Linked DNA regions of Zea mays: region 2 is linked to region 1. The links are chromatin contacts, called in public Hi-C maps. All regions are on one chromosome and are shown on one strand. Each heading gives the region's core, a stretch centred on a gene start, on an enhancer-like site or on the middle of the called end of the contact. The rest is flanking DNA. Distances are from core to core; before and after follow the strand shown. Region 1 holds the start of LOC100191321 (1-aminocyclopropane-1-carboxylate oxidase 1Acc oxidase). Region 2 holds the start of LOC103627801.

Region 1 (3,983 bases), core at 677-3,176:
AGGACTTCAATTTCGGCGTCTCTAAACTTTTAGCCTGTCTAAACTGGTTCACAACCGAATTGGCATCCAGTGGCAAATCTAGTGTAGATACAGCCGTACGTACATGGTTGCACAGATTAAATGTAGCGTATGCCAGCCATGTAGTAATGCAAAGGCATGGCGTTTCGCCATTTCGGGTCTGGTCAGTGGCACCTCCAGACAGAATTGTTTGGCCAGACCAGACAGCAAACCATATCATTTATTTTTGAGCGGCTTGCTGGCAGCAGGCCAACGTGCTGCCTGCTCAATCGTGGAAATGACCCAACTCCGCGCTATCAGAGAGGGACATAGGGTCTAGATTAGGGATCAAATCCAAACCTATGTACCTCACAGGTAGGTATAAAAAAAATGTAAAATTCATAGAATAGCATTTAGCTTAAGATTGGGCTTCAGTGACTAAACAATCCGTATATATATTATTTTGGTGCTAGTTTGAAAACTGAAATCCTTTCTGGGGATTGAGACTCAAATCTCCAGAAACCCCGAGGTACGGTGGTTTAAGTTTCCAAACTAGTCTTGAAGTTTTAATGCAATAAAATCAAGATTTTTATGTACTTATGTCGGAATTTGGGGCAAATAAAAACAGGAATTTGCTAATTTTGGTAGGTGGTGCGGCGGTGACCGAAAAAAAAGACATACAAAGCCGTATTCAAATCTGGAATCGTCGTAGAGTACTTACGTATGCCACTATCTCTAATGTCTTGACCACATCAATCTGTAAAGTATAGGATTAGGCCTACAGATAGCTAGGTACTCCCTCCGTTTCTTTTTATTTGTCGCTGGATAGTGTAAAATTACACTATCCAGCGACAAATAAAAAGAAACGGAGGGAGTAATAGAATAGGATCACAGCCGTATGATATCGTACAATAATCTATATCATATATATCCAGCCTAATTAGCTGGGATCAGTTGCAATAATCCTCAGAGGACTTGTCTCTATCTCGAATAGCCCGCATAATTGCGGCTCGCCGTGCCCATGCACACGTCTAGTTATAGATGTGTAAAAAAATCTGTCCACTCGGTATATTGTCCACTCAGCTCGCCGTGCACACATCTAGGTGCTGTTTGGTTCAAAAAATGTAACGCAAATGGTAATGGTAATGGTTTCGGCTCGATTACTGGCGGTAACAAATTTGAATAGGCTGGTATCAAATTTTAGTGTGGTATCTGATTACGGTTGGACTAAAACAAACATGATTTAATGTTATCCGTTACCCATTACATTACAAATATATGAACCAAACGGCACCCTAGTTAGAGATGACGCGGTGCGATGAAGGGGTCGCACTGAGGAGGGGAGGGGGAGTTAAAGGTTACCAGGCAAGTTGAGTGGTGTGCTGATGGTCTAGTAAAATCTTAGCAGACTTGGCTGCTGTTGGACTAACTTTTGTAGATTAGGTCATAATGTGTCGGACTGGTGTACACGATAGGTGATTTGCTAAATTACCAACATTATTAATTAGTGGGTTTCAGAAATTTTGTCTTCAGACCTATAAATTATGGGTGCAGATATATAGACTAAAAAACATAGACATAGATGGTATTATAGCAAGAAGGAATAAATTCAGTTCTAATTGTTTCGAATACGGTACTGCACATCCGGACTGTCCTGTCCCAGCCTCCCAGGTTGCATGCTCATCTACACCGTCGAGCGTCGAGGCGGCTAGCTCTAGCCGATCAGCGAGCATCGCGGGCGGCGGGCTATATACGTCCAGACTGCTTTTATTTGAGAATGCGTAGTTTGGCTTCCTAATCCATCTGACTAAACTATGAAAGTAATAATAAACGTACCGTCGCGAGGCCATTCTGGTAATCCAACATTTCTCGCTCAGCCGCCTATAAATTGGGCCGCGCGCACCGCCTCGCTCTCCACTCAAACAAACTCAAGCCTGCCCTGTCCTGCCTTGTTAAGCAACACAGCGAGACATCACGAGAGCTAGAGAGAGATGGCGGCCACGGTTTCCTCCTTCCCGGTGGTGAACATGGAGAAGCTGGAGACAGAGGAGAGGGCCACGGCCATGGAGGTCATCCGCGACGGCTGCGAGAACTGGGGCTTCTTCGAGGTGTGCATATACATACATACTCTGCAGACTGCTTGCTGCTCACACGAAGCTACCACAGAACACAATTATTCTACTAACCTACGCACCACACCTGATCACAATAAGTAATGATCTAACCACACACAGCAGGAAGAATTACTACTTCACTTGTTGTTTGCCTGACCTGCCACCCCCCTGCTTCTTCAACATCTAGAGCCCCTTCATTCTGTCAGCACATGCAGGCTGTTCGTTTCGGATTAAATCAATCTAGTTGTTCCTGACAGTAGAAACCGATACACATTAAAGCGAGCACCGTTCCAGAAAAAGAAAAGCAAAACAAAGTATTCTAGCAGCTTGCTTTACCTAACAAACAGCCAACGATCCTCGAACGTACAGATTCCTATTCTCCATGCCATCAACCGGCCGACCACCAGCTGATTCCATCACGTCTTTCTCTCACCGCGCCTAGCTGATCAGCACACACACAAGTAGCATCTTATCTATTGGTTCGTTGATGCCCAGCTCTCGAACGAATCACCATCTCATGTATTGTCTTGTCCCCATCCCCATGCATGCAGCTGCTGAACCACGGCATCTCGCACGAGCTGATGGACGAGGTGGAGCGGCTGACCAAGGCGCACTACGCCACCTTCCGGGAGGCCAAGTTCCAGGAGTTCGCGGCGCGGACGCTGGAGGCCGGCGAGAAGGGCGCCGACGTCAAGGACGTGGACTGGGAGAGCACCTTCTTCGTCCGCCACCTCCCGGCCTCCAACCTCGCCGACCTCCCCGACGTCGACGACCGCTACAGGTGCGTTCAGACCTCAAACACAACACTACGTGCGTGCGTGCGGATGCGCGCCATTAAATTAATGACGTGTGGATCAGTATCATATATTATTAGTGTTTATCTGCTAGCTGCGACCCAATGATCAGTCGTCTTTGTTAATCGACTTTTTGTTGGCTTCTCTCGGAATGTTCTAAGTGCCATGTCACCCGCTTTTGACTGATCAGTTTATTTTAATTGATCTGATTAGTCTTAGCTTGAGAGTGACTTGAGTATACCAGGCTGGGATACTACCTGACCTGACCTGCTCCTACATAACGGATTAAGTAATGTTTCGAGAAATTTTGTCCATACGCATATAATTAAGTTATCAGAATTCTGCCTGACGACGACGACGACGCGAAAACAGTTAGTTATCTGTTCATCTCGTTGCCTTTAATTGCTTGACAAGCTAGCTAGCTGTACAGCAGAATGCGGTGCGAGCCCCGTAGCTATGACAAGGTCGAATCGCCTTTCAGCAGGCGACAGCGCTGTTTGTCCGGTGGAATATTCCGGCCGTGTCTCAAAGCCTTCCTTCCTTCCGTGTCGCTGCAGGCAGGTGATGGAGCAGTTCGCATCGGAGATCCGGAAGCTGTCGGAGAGGCTGCTGGACCTGCTGTGCGAGAACCTGGGCCTGGAGCCCGGGTACCTGAAGGCGGCCTTCGCGGGGTCGGACGGCCCGACGTTCGGCACCAAGGTGAGCGCGTACCCGCCGTGCCCGCGCCCGGACCTCGTCGACGGCCTCCGCGCGCACACCGACGCCGGCGGCATCGTGCTGCTGTTCCAGGACGACCAGGTGAGCGGCCTGCAGCTGCTCAGGGGCGGGGAGTGGGTGGACGTGCCGCCCATGCGCCACGCCATCGTCGCCAACGTCGGCGACCAGCTGGAGGTCATCACCAACGGGCGGTACAAGAGCGTCATGCACCGCGTGCTCACGCGCCCCGACGGCAACCGCATGTCCGTCGCGTCCTTCTACAACCCGGGCGCCGACGCCGTCATCTTCCCGGCGCCCGCGCTCGTCGGCGCCGCCGAGGAGGACCGCGCCGAGGCCGCGTACCCGAGCTTCGTGTTCGAGG
Region 2 (3,983 bases), core at 461-2,960, 140 kb after region 1:
CCCTAAAAAGCATATTCCACCTTACATGAGCTGTAACAGATGACAAGAATAAACATTGAGATGTCAAAACCCAGAAACTAAATAGACAAAACCATGGAACTGAAAGTGCAAAATGCTCACCAGCACAGCACTAATTCTCGTTTGCAAATACCAGCTCCGGGAAAAAACATATCAGAAATTCAGCTGTTAACATATAATATTGAACTGCTTAGTTTTTAGCTTTTCTTTCATTTCGTCTGTGGACGCTGAAGTCCAAATGTGAGCGAAAAACTGAAAACACAGCACCTCAGAAACTAATATAGGCACACAACATATATACTGATCAGTTCACAGGACGGAAGGACACACGCAGCAGAAGCCTGGGCAGTTTTTGCTGGGACCACCGGACAGAATGCAGATTTTACTATCACTACCGGCGGTCGAACAAAGTCCATGTTGTACAAGTTGGGAGAAACGCTATGAGTGGCAAAAATGAAAAATGGTTCCAGTGCATGGCAATTCTGAATTTCTGACCATTTGTCGCTTCAACTAACAATATTTCCAACCGTGGGTTTCCTTTCCATTTGGCGACCACGCAACGCAAGTGTACCTCCCGAAACATCTACACAAGCGAATAAAAATTGCCCATTCCCCGTTTTGTGACAATTCCTGTCACTTTCCCAAAAACAGTATGTTGGAATTATCTTCTGCAGGCGGCACAAAAGCAAGCAATTCACTTCTTTGAGGCAAACGGGCTCATGCCAGTTTCCCTGCAAGAACTAGTGGTAAACTGTACACAAGAAAAAGGGGAAATGTTTTGAATTTGCACATCTATATCACTCGCCGAACATCTCTCATCCGCATAAACAACAAATCAGCATCAAAACCACATCGCATTGCAATCTTAACGACCTCACAAACAGTAAAACAACGCAATTCGCAACAGGAAAAAAAAAGAGCGCCAAAAGCATTCTGCTCCATTACTCCAGTGAGCGAGCACCAGCACCTCGCCGGCAAGCTGGCAACCAGAGGCCGGCAGTCTTATTGTGGGCAAAGAACCAACAATCGCGTGACAAAATCCGAGCACAAGAGAGAGAATTCCCCGAAAAACGTACCCGATTTGCAAGCTGGTGAGCGGGAAGAAATGCCTATTCTCGCCGGCCCGCACCATCTCGCCGCAGCAGCCTAGCTGAGAAACGGCAAGTTCTTGCATCAAACGGCAGATCAGACGCTGGAGTCCCCCAAATCCGGGTGCGAATATGGTGGAATCGGAGAGGCTTCCTCCTCAAGTACCTTCCTCGAGGTCAGCTCTGTGCTCCCATGGCGTTGTGCTTATCCGCAAGCCAGGGTGGTCAGGTACCACAGCCCGGAGTTAATGCCCGCGCGCGGGCGGTAAAGACACCGCCCGCCCGCCTCCCTTTTTCCCCACGCGGCACCAGATCGTCAATGGCTTCCCAGTTTCAACACGCCGCCGCCGCCACCGCGCGGCTGCCACGCGATGTGGAGCTCCGCCCGTGCCAGGGAGGAGGGCGGTGACCGGATCGCGGCGAGGCGCGGTGCCCTCCGCGGGAGAAGGCAGGCAGGCAGGCAGCCAACCAACCAACGGCGGGCGCGGGGGTGCGGGCCGTGGCAGCCCGCCTACCCTTTTGCTTTGGGTAACTTCTTCTGCGGTCTGCGCCCGAGACAGTTCGGATATTTAGCTGCTGATGACATGTGGGGACGATGCTTTCCCGGACCCCACTCGTCAGGCATCTCGCACTTTGTTCAACGCGGTGGCGCGTTCGGCGCGGGCGATAGCTGACGGCGCAAATGTCGACGTACCGGCACCGCGTGGCCGCGTTACTGATGGTGGGGCCCAGCTGGCGGTTTGTGTGCTTGCCCCACAAGGCAGCGTGATGCGCCTCCGCGGCTGTCGTCATCTCGTTTGGCACATCTGCTTGCCGCGCGTCAAAGCAAAGGTAGCACGACGAGCGCTTCCAGTTTCTCCCTGACGCGTGGGTTCTGGTTCTGTGGGACCACGCTCCAGTGGAAGGAGCTAGAGAAGTGAGGCGAAACTTGCGTGACCAGGCTGGGATCGTCTGCGCAAGTTCTGACGTGCGCCGTGGCCCGTGGGATGGGCCTCCGAGAATCCGAGATGGCGTTTCGGCCCGAGCGCGAAAGGAGTGCGGTGTTCGGACAGAAGCGCGGAGGTGCGGAATACCATGGGGACACGCAAGCAAACGAACGGCGTGCGCGTGACGCCTCGTGGCTCGAGCCGAGCGACAGGCAACGGAATTGTTGCTTTGCAGACCATATTGATTTTTGGCAGGCACTCTGCTAGGGAGTACTCGGTGGTACAATAAGTGCACTAGACTTTAGTTTTTCTTTCGAAAATAAATGTACCTATACCTATATATACGAATCACACAACTTGATTATAGTTGTGTTTTTCGTAGTTTTTTCTTTTTTCTCAAATACAATAAATATATGTATATTTTCACACTAATATGATTTTTACTAAATTATTAAAGGTCACTTATTATTAGACAAAGGAAGTAAAATTGATCGTAAGCTAGTCATATTACAACTCGCACAGTATGGAAATAAATACCTAGGAATGGATCCGGATGTCAGCCAAATATGATATAAAATATGTTATATAAACGTATATCCTTGTTTTTAGTATCGAGCTTATTAAGATTCATAAAACTTAAACCTTAAATTCGTTTTATATATTATTTAAATAATTGATATAAAATTTAGATGCAGATAGATTCAGATGTTCAGATATATTCAGATGCCCGTTCACCTTCTCCGTTGTATGGAGAAAATAATGCAAAAAATGTATAAAAAATATTCTTGTCTTCAACCTATGACCAAATTTATGCACATCTATGTTAAAGTATTAAATTTTTTATATAATTCGAATATTTAGGATTCATCCTATAAAGACAGCACATAAAGGGTTTTGCAATTTTCTGATGGCAAAGGCCAATCCAACAAGTGAAGGATCACATGCTTCCCTAACCTTTGTTTCACAATTAAGGGTCTGTTTGGCAAAGCTCCAGCTCCTGCTTCTTTAGCTCTAGATCTTGATCCTCGTGAGGAGCTGATCCTCCTGATTCTCCTAGAGAATCAGAATCATTTTTAAAACCGTTTGGCAAGTAAACTGATTCTTGTCTGCTGAGAGTTGGTAGTCTGTGACAATTGTCTGTTGTACCCTTTGCAGTTCAACTTTGTTACAAACCAATAAGTAGGATGCATATACGGAAAAAAATTATGAAACAATAACATATAAAATATTCCCATCATAGTAGTGCATAAAATGGTCTCAAATGTTTAATCCATAAATTGGCTCGTTATGTTTTTGTCCAATAGCAATTGCGGGTAATTTCGATCAAACTTTAAGTGGAAGTCCATATTTGGTTGGTTGAGGAGCTGTTTTAAGGGAAGGTGGAGCAGGTTTTTCTAGATCCCACATTTCTTCACAAAAACGACTCCCAATCTTTTAGTTCCACACGAGAATCAGTTTAAAAAAATACCCGTTTGGCACGGCTCCTCCAGATTCTCGCTTAGAATCAGGAGCTGGAGCTGTGCCAAACGGGCCCTAAGTTTGACAATAATATTTGTGGGAATGCATAGAAGCATATGAGAAGGTTAAGATTACTTTTGACAACAATACTTTATTGATTTATTTACTTAATTATCTTTTTTGCGATAAACTATATATACTTAACTAAACATAAACCATTTAAATATTTTGTTTGGATGGAGTAGCTAAAAAGGTGGATGAATTAGAGCTACAACGTTCCCGTTTTCTTAAGGATTTTACATAATCCGTTCGTGCAAATCTTACCGCGATCGTGATCATGACTGCAGAAAAAAGAATCAAGTGGCTTACCGAGGTCCGGACTGGCATGTTAGTACTGTTTTGGTCTCTGCTGCGAAAAGGAGGAAATGATTGAGCCCTAGGCCCTAGCTTTGCATTCTCCACATGGCGTATCCTTGGTCAAATCCAAAAGCAT

Evidence for each region. A called contact is a pair of places that touch in the nucleus more often than the background predicts.
Region 2: a Hi-C map of ear shows a contact between it and region 1, with 2.0 times the contacts expected there. The contact joins the promoter of LOC103627801 here to the promoter of LOC100191321 in region 1. A contact is called at or near these places in 10 of 25 Hi-C or Micro-C datasets (bundle sheath, ear, endosperm and 4 more) and 1 of 3 datasets of contacts at active chromatin or transcription factors (leaf).

The regions. Positions count from the first base shown.
Region 1 is chr5:219,169,356-219,173,338 of Zm-B73-REFERENCE-NAM-5.0, forward strand. LOC100191321 (1-aminocyclopropane-1-carboxylate oxidase 1Acc oxidase) reads left to right here and starts at 1,927. Exons shown (of 3, transcript NM_001136755.1): 1 at 1,927-2,105; 2 at 2,663-2,892; 3 at 3,463-3,983. The coding sequence starts at 1,989.
Region 2 is chr5:219,305,821-219,309,803 of Zm-B73-REFERENCE-NAM-5.0, forward strand. LOC103627801 reads right to left here and starts at 1,711. Exons shown (of 9, transcript XM_008648104.3): 1 at 1,095-1,711. The coding sequence starts at 1,192.